3 separate regions of the Gossypium hirsutum genome follow, and regions 2 and 3 are each linked to region 1. Evidence: chromatin contacts called from public Hi-C data. All regions are on one chromosome and are shown on one strand. Each heading gives the region's core, a stretch centred on a gene start, on an enhancer-like site or on the middle of the called end of the contact. The rest is flanking DNA. Distances are from core to core; before and after follow the strand shown.

Region 1 (4,815 bases), core at 221-2,720:
ATTGATGAGAATCCAGATTTCCACTCCAACTTAAAAAAAAAAATCATTTTATCATTTTATTTAATTTTTAATTTTTTTAATTTTTAAACTTTTATTTTTTTATCAAATTGCTCCAAAATAAATGAATAAAATTAATAGTTGTTAACTTTGCTGATGTGGCATATACATGAATTGTTACGTGAATGCCACATTAATAATTAATAATTTTTAAAATTTTAAATTTTAAAACATTCAAAAAATTATTGAAACTATTGAAAAATATAAAAATTGTAAATATATATTTTTAATGTTTTCTTATTTTAAAAATTAATTAATCGTTAACATGGCATACACATGGATGCCACATCAACAAAGTTAATAAATATTAAAATTTTCATCATTTTGAGATGTTTTGATAAATAAAGTAAATTCAAAAATTAAAAGAGACAAAATAATAAAATAAATGACTAAAATAAATTATTTTTTATAAAGTTGAATTACAAAATAATTCATTATTTCTTTTCAATTAGTTCAAAGAATACTTTCTTAAAATAAAACTAGCAAACAATCATTAGTTAGAATAAATTTGTTTTTTTTTTCCTTTGCTTCTTTTTTAACTTGTCTAAAAGTACTTAGTTGGTACATAAATTTGTATTTCATAATCTAAGTTGGTACCTCCATACTAACACCGTTAGTTTGTACTGACGTGGCACTGATGATCAATTTTATAATGAGACATGACATCTTCTCAGTATGACGTGTGGTGGATACAAATTAAAAAAATAAAAATATTTTAAAAATAAAAATTAATTTAAAAAAGTATATTTTTTTGACAAGTTCAGATACCAACTAGGTACTTTTTGAACAAGTTTTGATACTAAATAGGTACTTTTGGACAAGTTCAAAGGATAAACTATATGTTAACTCTTAAAAAAATAAGGTTGTTAAGAAATTGGGGAAATATGTATGACGGAATACAAGTTCAGGTGCCAACTAAATATTTTTTGGACAAATTCAAAGGATAAATTACATATTAACCCTATTTAGAATGATATAAATCACCCAAAAGGATGAAGGTAAAAAAAAAAACAAATTCCAACTTATTTCATATCTTTTTAGTTAAATATTATCTAAACTTCAAAATTTCACTTATTAAATTTAAATTCAATCTAATTTGATTTACCCATTAAAGTGTAAAAAAATGAATTGGTTTCACTTTAATTTTGGATTTATCTTTATCTAAAATGATTAGAATTTAGAATGATTCGAACTAAAAAAATAATCCAAAAAGACGATAACTAAAGTATAATTTTAAAAAAAATATTAATAACTTAAATTATTAATTTATTTTAATTTATATCTTGTAATTATATTTTTATTGTCATAAAATATGTAATTTCAACCTATTAGAATAGTATAAAAGGCTCAAACAACGATCAAGCTAGCCTAGGCAATCAAAAGGACCCACAAAAGGTTACTTGCCATAGCATAATAGGAGTGAGCCTAAAAGGCCTCATAAGGGACCTTTTCCCTGCAAAGCCTGAAAGCTCGTATAAACATCGTCCTTATGCCTTCATGAAAGAGGAGGAAGTTTCCTTCAGGTCAAGCTGTTAAATAGATTATAACAGGGATCTAATAATCTTGAAAATGTAGAAAGGAGCTAATTTTCCAATCTAGTATAACAATTAGATCTCACACAAGATCGAGTAGCTTCAGGCAAGTATTACAAGATAAATAAATGCTCACTACAATAGCCTTGACTAGGAATGAAAAACCTTTCCCAGAAACATTGCATGATTCAAGCCTTCTATCTAATATCTTACTGATTTAAGCATCAGAAGGTACTCTAGAGGACAATTTAGACTAGTTTTCTATCTTGCAGATCACTTGAAGCATTCCTCCAACCCACCATAAACCAGCTTGTTAAATTGGCATCAACAGTTAGTACCGTTAATTTGTGCGGATCCCCTTTGAACAAAGTCTATGGATTCTCCTACTAAGTAACTCATCTTAATCATCACCAATGTACAGAACCTTGAACCCTCATCATCACTCCAGACAATTGCCTTACAATCACCCATGGTAGCTTTAAAAAGTCTTCACCCCCGTTCATCCAACAAAATAACTAGTTAAAATTATTAAAAAATTGCGCAAAAACAACATAAACATTGAATCATCAACGAAATCATTTTTAGCAGCGAAGGTTGTCGCTTAAGTAACAACAGATTCAAAGCCTAAGGTAGCCTCTAAAGCAACTTCCTTTGCAGCAATCATTATGTGGGCATTCTTCATTGCTTCTATAAAAGGATTTATCACGTCAAACCCCTCTAGCACAGGACATAACAACTCAAAAAAGACCCCAGTGAAGCCTAATGACCTAGATATGGGTTGCACTTCTAAGAGCGTCCACACGTAGTAGCTAACCCTAGTTATAATTATCTGTTCCACCAGATCCTCTTCCCTAGTGATAGTTCTTTATTGATGGAATTCAATTGATCCCTTGCCACGCGACTCTCTTCCTTTAGACGTCGTTTTGAAGCTTCCAACAAGGGAACTATATGATAAACATTTAATAAAAAATATACACCTCTCTATATTCATAAGTAAAAGAAAACTATATAATAAACTTTTCCTTCTCATCCTCTAAATCTAACAACTAAACAAATAACAACCATTATTCAAGAAATTATTCAATATAAATATCATACTTTCATATTCATAAAGCCAATTACAAGTATTATAGGTTAATTAATTCAAATTTATGACACTTTATATCATATTGTATCTTAAATTTAATTTTTAGTAATTATTAATTGTATAATAAATTTAAATAAATTAAATAATTTTTCAGTAATTACACTCTCTTGCAATTACAAATAATTGTAATTCCCTAAACGTATTTCGTTGGTAGAATGTAATTACATTGTAATTCTCCATATCATATTTGGTAGTACAAATTATAATTACATAGTAACATATTTTATGTTTTTAATAAATATTAATTAGTATAAAAAATTATTTGTATGATAAAAATATTTTCTAAACCAGTCACAAAATTTAAAATCAAATCATCATATGTATTATGTTAGTCTAAAAAAGTAGTTGATAATACAATTATTAATAAAAATAACAAGAAAAATAAACATCATATTCAATTTTATCTAATTGTTCTAGTGCATATTTTTTATGATAAATATATATTTTTCCATAACTTTAGAAATATATATTTTTATAATATATAGCATGAACACATAAATAAGTTATGTTCATAATTATTGATGATAAATTTTTATAAATAAATATATTATAACACTTTTATAACATGTAATTTTTTTATAATACATTTTTTGACCATAAACCCACATGTTGGCCTGATGGTCAGGGTGTTCACTGCCCTAGGTGTGGCTTGGGTTTGAGTCGTGCTAGTTGTGTTGCTATTAGGGCTTTGCTCTCCTCTTGTAATTCACCAAAAAAATATTTTTTTTGTTATAACATTATAAAATACACAAATTATTTTTATAATATAATTTTTAAGTTTTATAATATAAGAAATGTTTTACCACAACCTTCTCAAACACTAATACATGTTCATGTTTATAATATAATTTTTATAACTTGTATAAAAATATTTTTTTAAAATTTGATTTTGGTGTAATTACTCAAATCCTCACCCTCCCCCTACGAATTGGAAAGTGTAATTGGGGTGCTCAAATTACACACAATTCAATGGGACCTATTAATTACAATGGTGACCCAAACATGCCACCATTGTGTATTTACAAGCAATTACACCCAAATTCAATTACTAGGTGGCTTTTCAAATATTACTTTACTATTTTTTTATAGAATCAATGTATTTTTCATGTCTGTTTGACTATTCATGAAGATTATTTTTTTCGGGATTCGTAATTGTCCCTCCCAAATTCTATATCATAATTTTAAAAGGTCAACCTATTTTAATAGCGAATAGATAAAGATATGGGCACAAAATAGGAATAAACAAAATTATCAAACTAGAAAAAAATATTCATTTGTTAAACTAAACCTCAATAATTTAGCACAAAATAATCATAACTCAAAATGATTTGACCTAAAAAACTGGTCCTCAAACTTAAATTCTTAAACTCAAAACTGAACCAAAAAATTAATTTTAACCCAAAACCAAGTCCACGATTTTAATTTACAAGTCTAATTATAGGAAAGCTAACTGAGCCTAAATTTGAAGGGCTATTCGGCCTATATGAAGATGTTTTGCTGCTGGTCTAACTAATGTAGTCAGTAATGCACCGGTTGGTGCACTATTTTTTTTACTAAAATTGATGGTGAAGTTATTGAAATTTTTAAAAATTATTTAATATATTTTAATATTTTTAAATATTAAATAATTTTTAAATATAAAATATTCACAAAATATATAAAATACTCATCAATAAATTAAAAAAAAATAGTCTCATGTATTAAACGATAATATAATCCACAACATTAGCCCATTCAATACAAACATACATATTAAAGCAGGAGGTTGAAATTAATTTTAGCGATATAGGCATTCATCTTCTTTCCTCTTCTGATAAAAGAAGGTGAAGCAGAGGGGAATTTTTTTTTTTTACGCAAGAGGGAGTGAGTTTATTTTTAATTATATATTTTAAATTTTAAAGTTGCCCCAATTAAGTGTAATCTTTTTTAATGGTTAATACAAGTGTTGATTTTTCAAAGTTTTAAAGAAAGCAATGGTAAAAAAATTTGTATTTTTTAATATTAATTGGTGCACTGATTGGTGTATCATGTTCTGCCTGGTATAGCCAAAATTGGCTGGAACCGGTTGATGCGATTGAT
Region 2 (4,688 bases), core at 643-3,142, 49 kb before region 1:
TTTATCAGCAAATGGACTTTGTCATCCCATGTTTGACTCCCAAGTTGAGAGGAAGTTTCTGAACCCCAGCATCCCTCCCGCTCTCCAAATGACAACTCAGGGTTCCGAATTCCAACAATGGATGGAGAGACTGAAGTCGGTGCAGGTTGATAGAAATATTCCTCCCAAATCAGTAACCTGCAAAGTGCAAAATATGCACACTTATGGCCCAGGAAGGCAAAACCTTTTTCTTCTTTATGAAGGCAATAATAATGATGCCAAAAGCTTAGAAAACAAATGAAAATAAACATATATGTTGCATTTAACTGCAAGAATATCATCCTACTGGGAGCAATAAGTTCAAAAATAAAGTAACAAAAAGGTGCATTGTCCAAGTTTCTAATATTGTTTCATCTCTCTACATTTTCCCCAGAGGCCAAACAGACCATGACAAAAGCAACTAATAGCAGATTCTACTCAATCAAACAAAGGAAAACAAAATTCTAAATCAATTGATTTCAGAAGTGAATTGGTCCAATACAAAGAAGGTTTCTTGTCAAGCTTAAACTACATATCTACTTTTCACTAAGATTCTTTGAGACAAAACAGAATAAACCAAAACACAAAGTGCCAAAAATAGAAAAGAAAAAAGAAAAAGCAGAATCAGATTATAAATCAAAAAAAAAAAAGTACAAGATAACAGTAACCAAATCAAACTTTAACATGTCTTAAAACAAGTTTAGCTCCTCAAGAGTCCATAAACAGTACTACACAAGAAAAACACTTTCAGCTATGTGGATCTCCTCCGCTGTTTGGTTTCCAAGAAAATTATTAAAAAGTTCGCTTTTTTAACCCCCATCATGTGGGGGGAGGGGGGAATCTATAAATCAGTTTAAATTGCTAGATATTCTAAAAATGGAATCTAACCCCCAAAAATAGAGGAAAAGAAGGTATTTTGTTTCTACTATATTAGCTAAACCAAATGAAGATACAAGTCAAATGGAGTAAAACTTTAGTTCACTTGAGCAACCAAACCAAAGCAAAATCATGCACAGCACCATAGAAAAAAAACTAAAGTTTCTCTTATTTTCCCTTCATTTTTCTCCACAAGCAAACAACCCCAAGAAAAAGAAAAAGAAAAAGCAAATAAATGAAGCGGATAAAAATAAAAGAATAGAAGTTTACCTAGTATTCTGGCAGCCGATCTTCCAAAACACAGCATAAGACCATTGACTCACCCCACAAAGTGACTTCAAAGCTTCTTTCAACAAACCACCCATAGCTCTTCTCCTTTTTTTTCCCTTCTTCTCAAAGACCAAAAGATATATAATATTGAGGCAAAGCAACCAACAAAAAACGACTCAAAATGCAGTCTTTGTAATATTCCACATTTATAAGAAACAGGGGGGGGTAGCAACTAAAGCTAACTTCCTCTACAAGAGCCTCTACCAGCCTGCTTCGTTCTCAACCCACCACTTCTTTTTCTTTCTGGATCCAAATTTCCTGCTATCATCCTCCTGCAACCTCTCCCCATCAACCCTACTATTATCTTTTAACAAAAACTACTAAACGGAGTTGAACAAAAGAAGAAAACTTTTTTTTCTCCTAGATGATGCCACAAGCTTCAAGCTTGAAGATAGCCAAAATTTGCTCCATTTTTTTTTCACTCCCAAAAACAAGGAAAAAAAGACAACACGCACAAATGATAGACAGAAAAATAGAAGTTGAGAGAGATTTTGGGGTTCCTTCCACTATTTTTAGTTGAAACTTGAAAGAGCTTTTCTTTCCTCAGTTTTGTGGGTTTTTCACTTTCTTGTATTTTCTCTTCTCTTCTTCTAAAGTGCGCCACAGAGGGGTTGATTTTTAGACATAAGCAGAGAGTTAAGGCAAATTTACAGGGTATGCCACTGATGCCTGATGGAAGGATAGTTTTGTCGGCTTCTGACCTTTTGGATAATATTATTAAAATCATTTTCTTTTCTTTTCCTTTATTTTTATTTTTATTTTTTTGGAAAAACCAAAAGAAAGTTTCTCTCTTTCTTTGCTTTCGTAATTTGCAGGTGAGCCATGAGCGTAAAACTGATATTATCATTCGTATATGGTTAAATTCTATATAAGGTCCCTGTATTATATGCTTTTGGAAAATTTAATCCCTCTATTATAATTTGATATTCTTTTCAATTAATTTGTTCATATCAAGTCCCTTTATTTTTGGAAATGTATATTTCAATCTTTAAGTTTAACTTACTTTCAGTTAATTCTAACAAAATGTTTGATGTGGACATCTCATATGTATTTAAACATTTTGTGACCGCTAGATTTTTATTTTTTATTTTTTGCATATGTAAAACTGTATAAAAATATTTAAGTATATATGTTACATTATTATATATTTTAAAAAATAATTTACACCAAATTATTTGATGAAATTCACAAAAGAAAAGTTAATTTCAAAATTAATTTTAAAATATAAATAAATAAATAAATTACGCCAACAATCTTTTAACGTAGTGAGAATAGTATTATGTTTTAATCGTGTTGGATTCCAAGCAACTCCATCCTCAATTATAAAAATAAAAATAAAAATAAATTATAATAAACAACTTTCATAAATTTTAAAAATAAAAATAAATTATAATAAACAACTTTCATAAATTTATTCTTTTGTTTATTTGTATTCTTTTTTTATGGTATAATATATTTCTATAATTTTATCCAAGTCCGGCCTGAATAAAAATGTTAAAACCCGAGTCCGATTTGGCCCGTCCGTATTAATTTTTATATTATTTTTATATAATTTTTAAATATATATAATACATCAAAAATATTAAAAACATTAAGATAAATATTTTCCAGCAAATTAAAAATGAATTTTAAAAAATATATATACTTAAATAACACTAAGATAGATATAACTTATCAAGCAAATGCCTCTAAAATAATAACAGAATTAACAAATGCCTCTAAAATAATAACAAAATTAACAATAAAACAAGTTTTATACAATATCAAAATAATATCAACAAAATAGTAGTAACAAAATAGTAAAATGGTAGCAAAATAGGGAGAAAACAACAAGAAAATAACATTAAAAAACAAAAAAATAGCTTTTTTTTCCTTCAGTGAATTTGGGTTGAGTTGGGTTGGGTCGGGCCTAGGCCAAAAATATCTTACCCGAGGCCTAACTCGTTTTTTTAACGGGCCCTATTTTTTATCTAAGCTCATTTTTCAAACATATATTTGCTCAAACCCTCTCACATTTTGGACAGATCTTCCAGCCTGTCCCATGAACAAGTCTACTTAGGAACCAACACCAATAACTAGCCATTGCCTTAACTTCATATTTTAGTCTTTATGTGCGTATAGAATCTATTAAAATCAAACATATATGAGATTCAAAAATCACATAACAAAATAAGTCTCTAGTTGGAATCAAACCACCACTTTGATGAATTAGGACATTGTTGCCACTTGGCCACCCCGAGATTTCCAAAATAAGTGTGCCAAAAAGTATATAAAAAGTTATCTATTCATATTTAATGGTATTCATAATTCAGTTAAAATCAAATTAATCAATCGAATTGATCTAATTCGGTTAATCGGTATGTGGATAAATTTAATTCGATCGGAAGTTGATTAATAATTTTTTGGAATTTTGGTTATCGGTTAATTCAGTTCGAAATCGGGTAATTAATCGAATTAATCAATTAATTGAAATAAATAATATAAATTATATACAATTGTTAACTTCCAAGATTTCTGTAGTGTTTCTAATATGTTATTTGTTGTTCTCATCTTCATTTAAAGTTTTTTGAACTATTAAAAAAAGAAAGAAAGTGAACCTTAGCAATGAGTTTTTTATATGTTTTATACTTATTTTAATCAAAAGAGAAAAATATATATAAATTAATTGAAATATTTCAGTTCGGTCAATATATTTGAAAAAAACTTTGGTTAGATTAACGGTTAAAGATTTTTACATTTTGAGTAATTCGGTTCGGGTATTAACCGAACCGACCGTTTGAACACCCCTATTCGTATTTGATCATATTTATTCATTCAAGGATTGAGATTAGATTTATTCTCCGAGGCCATGACACAATATGTGGGGATTTGCAGGAAGTTTTTCTTTTAAATATTTTGCTTCTAGATTTACTTTGATGTTAATTCATGATTAATTATGACCAATTCAATTAACTTGTTTTATTTTTATCTTTTTGAGGATAGTGAAAATTTTGATCTCAACATTAATTTGTCAAGCAAAATTTAGATTACTAAGGAGCTTCCACATATTTTTATTAAGGTATAATTGTGATTATTATTACTTGTTTTAATCCGATTGAATTATCATGATAAACTTTTGTGATATTGGTTCCCTTTAAATAAAAAATATATTGGGACATTTAGAAATCTGTCCTATTAGATCTATTGCATTCTCTGAAGTGAATGCGAGTATAAAAAAATTGATTAGACTGTCACAAGATTTTATACCATATATATGGTATTGAAATTTAGTACAATGTGTATCAGATAATGTGGTAAGCAAAAATTTTATTGTTTCATAAATGCTTTTACTATTAAATTATAAATGTTATTATGAGGAAGCGAAAATTTTGATTGTTTTATAAATGGTTTTTTTACTATTAAATTATAATTGTTATTATTAAAGTAAAGTTGTTTTAGTACTTGTAATAGTGTTTGTGATAATA
Region 3 (4,354 bases), core at 130-2,629, 52 kb after region 1:
GTTAAACCCTCGTCTTTTGAGAAGAATCAGACCATTCATGACACCTCAAAGCTCGACCTTAAAAACCGAATAGTCCCCTAAATAATTATTGAAACCTAAGATTCAATCTCCATTTTATTTTCTCACTACACTCCCAACAACAGCAAAACCTGCATTTGACTGAACAACACCATCAATATGTAAGATAACCCAATTACCTGATGAAGGTAAATTAAAAACGGTTCTAAGTTGTCTTGTGAACCATTCTTATGAGCTAAATTGAACTGTTTAGTCTAACCAACAGATGAACTGATAGTTTCAGAAAAAGTCCAAAAAATTTCTTGAAACATAAAAAAAAAATTTCTATTTTTCCATATCCGTCAAAGAATTAAACCCAAAAAACTAGACCAAGTGATCCCTATACTCAGCATCCTTAAAGGACTACATAAATTAGATTCCATCCAATCAAGCAGATTGCTAGAGAAAAAATCAGCTTGCTTATTGGTTGGCATACTTCTTTGGCAGCAAGGCACATGCACTGTGACTTATCATAGCCATTGGTTTGATGGCCTTAACATATTGTTTAACGCTTCAGTTGTCATAATTAAAGAATTATTGAATTGCAACAAATATAAAGTCATATAAAATAAAAGGATTTATTAGATCAACTAAACATAAACCCTATTTACAGAGCTTAAAATAATATCTCTTGTTTAAACTTGACAAAATACAAAATTGTATTCTGTGACTTCATTAGTTATATGATTTCAGCCATAGCTATTATGTTGCAGGCGCCAATTAGATTACCTTTCAAACTGATTTTCTTCTCCATATAAACTAGACAACTGTAACATCAAAAACTTTGGTGTCCTTCAATTATTGAATTTTTTTTTTAATTTTTATATATGTTTGATAATCCAAAATTAAAACAGTTTTATAGATTTCTTTTATAAAAATATAAAAAGATAATAGGTTCGATTAATTTAATTTAATTTAATATTATATTATCCTAAAAAATTTTACATTTAAAATTTTAAATTTTTAGAATAAGGTGAAATGTTTAAAAATTAAAGATAAAATATAAAAATTAATTTTTTATAATTTAAATTTTATATTTATCAAACAATTTAATTATATTTAATAATTAAATTTAAGTAATTTATCAAACAAATTTTATAACTTAAATTAATAGTTAAATTTTCAATACTTAATTTTTTTCTTCAATTTATCAAACAACACCTTAGATTAATTAATTAATACATTACTTTTATTACTTTTTCAAATTATGAGTTTTTATATGTAAAAATAAATAAATTCAATTAAATGATAAAAAAATTATATTCATATTCTTAATTGATTTTTCTTTTATTTTTTTTAGATTTATTTTAGTGTGCATGTTCAGGTTCAACAATATCATTTTCGTGCATTCTCCTACTTAAAAAAAAAACTGCTGCTCTAATCTCAAAAATAAAAATATGTGTTATTTTCTCTCTCTTTAGGCCCAAAAGGAAGAGTTAAAAGAGTTTGTGTTTTAATTTGGGCTTGGCTGTGCTGAGCTGAGCTTAAAAATAAAATATGCCACAGATTTGTTGTGATGAAGTGTGTGTGAAGAAACAGAGCAACCAAAGAGGAATAAGGAAACAAGAAAAATGGAAAAAGGAGGAGACGAGAGTTGGAGTGAGAAAGTAGAGGATCTGGTGGCTGCTGGAGACACGCAAGGCGCTATTTCCTTCCTCGAAAATCTCATTTCCCAACTCCAGACGGCGTCCTCCTCCGACGACCTCCGATTACCATCTGCTCTCTCTGACTTAGCTTCTCTCTATTCCTCCATCGGTTTCTCCCTTAAATCCGATCAACTTCTTTCACGCGCTTCTCTTCTCAAGCATCATGCTCACTCTTCAAGGTACTCTCTTTCTTTTCATTTATTGTTAATGTAAATAGAAATAATTTCAATGCTAAAATTTTCTTGCCTTTTTCTTTTTCCAACGTCAGTATAGGGCTGAAAAACAAGGACTTGAAGGAGGATTCCTTAACTTCATCTGATGTTTCTTTGGCTGAAAATGACAATCCTTTGACTCATGGTACAACTCAATATACTTACTCTTTACCTTAACCTTCGTTTGAGGATCGAGTTTGCTACTTTTTTTTGGTTTTTGAATGCACATATAGTATTTCGGTGCCTTGCAGAATTTTTCTTCTTTTGTAGGGTAGTGTGATGGAAAACCTAATATGTCTGCATTTTTGGGGGGGGGGATTTTATTGTATGTATCTCTATGAATTATGTGGAACTGATTTTTCTTTTTATATCTTTTTGCAAAAGGGAATCTTGAAAAGTTACCAGTATTGCCTGGTGATTGTTGGACACTCAAATCATCTTCAGATGATGGTATGTTTCGTTTCAATAGCTTTTCCCTCTGAATGGTTCTTTCTCTTTTTTTGGTTCTCTGAAATGTCTGTATAATAGTTTTTTGGATGACCTGTTATGGAATTGCAATTCTAATGGTTTGTACAGATTGGGAAGCCATTGCAGATCGTGAACCAAGTGAATTACTCTCCTCAGAATGCTTGCCTGGAGTGTCAAATCTTTCTTTGGAGGATAGTAAAGTTGAAGCCCCTAAGAGACGGGGAAGGGGAACATTTTCATATAGAAAAACTGAATTGTATAGCGATCGACTCTCCGATGTGTCTGCATCGAAAGATACTGATAATGAGGATGTGTGCAAACACCCTGAAACAAAAACGATGGAATGTAAGCCTTTATGTCTCACAATTCAAGTTTTTTTTTTTTTTCCATAAATGCTCTGTATATGTATAAGATAGCTTAGTCTTTTCTTATTGAACTTGAAACTATGTTTATTTGCTTGTTCCCAGGCCTTGATCTAATAGGATGTAGAATTCCTTTCAAACTGAAATATTTAACACTGTGTTTTGATGACAAGCTTTCTTTTGTCTTGTCATATCTTTTTCAACGGTTTCAAGTTATTTATGGTCTTTCTTTCTTTTTACACTGGTCAAACATATCAATATAACAAGTTTAATGGAAGTTGCTGTATAAGGTTGAGAACTCTGGGCTATCCTTTTTTTATTTTTTTTATTTCAGTAAGATGAATACAAATTGCAACTGGGGGCAAGTAATAAGTTTTTTAATGGATTTGGATATGTTACTATAGAACCTCTTGAACCTTGATTCATCACATTGGATGGCTGATTTTAGTTTGATAGTCAATTCTCAAATTAACTTTTTTGTATTGTCTTTTTATGTCTTTCTAGTCATTTACGGTTGGAAATTCTTTTTAACGCAGCTAAATATGGCATGCATCATGTTCTTGTTTTGGCTGACTTTTCACCAAGTACTAGGACAACAGACCTAGAGAAGCTGTTTGAAGACTTCAGAGATCGAGGAGTTGCCATCCGCTGGGTCAATGATACAACAGCCCTTGCAGTATTTCGAACACCTTCTGTAGGTAATAATTACTAGCTTTATTATTGATGCTTCTTTGTATGCTATGTGAATTAAATATCTAAATTTAGTTTGAGGTAGGGGCTATCTTTTAAAATTTTCACTAGTTCAGAAAACTGGAATCAGTATCATGGTTATAGCTCTTTAACGTGCATCGATTAAACTTGGGGCTGGATACAAGCATTATTCCTCTTGATTAAATATGTGTCCCAGAACAGAATGCAATTAAGGAAAATGATATCTTGAGGGAAGGGTGAGTTTTCTCATTTACTTTTTTTGGTTCATTTTTTAGTTTCAAGTTATAAGGTCGGAGTGCTTCTTGACCTAGGTTTTCAAGTTGTAAGCATATTGGTCTATACATCACTTGTGATGGGCGTGGAGCCTTTATCTTTATATAGTTTAATCAGAGATTTGTCTGTGCCTGATGCTGCAGGCTTTTTAAATTGACATGGTATAACAAGTGGTGATAATGGTGCTTCTTTCCCTGTAGCCATGTCCTAACAGTTGTTTAACATATTAATAAGCCTCATCTTTCTTAAGTAGCTATCTATGTTTTAAGTTTAGTTGTTTTAATAAGTCTTCAAGCTGTTAACGTTATTTAGATGAGACATATACTCTTCAGCCAAAATTTTAAGTACTTCCATCTCAAAGCCATTATTAGATTAGAACACAAATCATTTTGTGTGCCAAATATGTCGGGATGGGTTGTTCTGTTGGTTACCATTTTTTTGAAAATTGGTTGAAATTGCTGTATCTATCAAATTTAGGGAGAAAGTAACCAGAGATACCATTACGATCAGGTTGTGATGCCATTAGCTTCTTTCAGAACTTGCTTCTGATGTTTAAGGATGTGGGTAGCCATCTGTCTAAAGTTGCTTATAATCCTATATATTGGAAAGGCTTTGTGAGATATTT

What was found. Hi-C and Micro-C count contacts between places; a contact is called where the count stands out from the background.
Region 2: a contact with region 1 is called in a Hi-C map of hypocotyl, with 7 times the contacts expected there. The contact joins the promoter of LOC107889214 here to the enhancer-like site in region 1. A contact is called at or near these places in 19 of 34 Hi-C or Micro-C datasets (anther, callus, fibers and 3 more).
Region 3: a contact with region 1 is called in a Hi-C map of leaf, with 3 times the contacts expected there. The contact joins the promoter of LOC107899692 here to the enhancer-like site in region 1. A contact is called at or near these places in 7 of 34 Hi-C or Micro-C datasets (callus, hypocotyl, leaf and 1 more).

What each region holds. Positions count from the first base shown.
Region 1 is chrD09:38,506,176-38,510,990 of Gossypium_hirsutum_v2.1, forward strand. No RefSeq gene overlaps it. Among protein-coding and RNA genes, the nearest start is that of LOC107889214, 50 kb to the left of the region's middle. Within about 2 kb of position 1,471, at least 5 of the 9 cell types and tissues checked have an H3K27ac peak or open chromatin away from gene starts, as enhancers often do. A contact at or near this core is called in hypocotyl and leaf, where this site is marked.
Region 2 is chrD09:38,456,595-38,461,282 of Gossypium_hirsutum_v2.1, forward strand. It overlaps LOC107889214 (transcription factor LHW), which reads right to left and starts at 1,893. Exons shown (of 10, transcript XM_016813569.2): 1 at 1,165-1,893; 2 at 1-177. The coding sequence starts at 1,259.
Region 3 is chrD09:38,558,075-38,562,428 of Gossypium_hirsutum_v2.1, forward strand. It overlaps LOC107899692 (coiled-coil domain-containing protein R3HCC1L), which reads left to right and starts at 1,380. Exons shown (of 7, transcript XM_016825500.2): 1 at 1,380-1,882; 2 at 1,972-2,060; 3 at 2,300-2,365; 4 at 2,492-2,728; 5 at 3,282-3,443. The coding sequence starts at 1,629.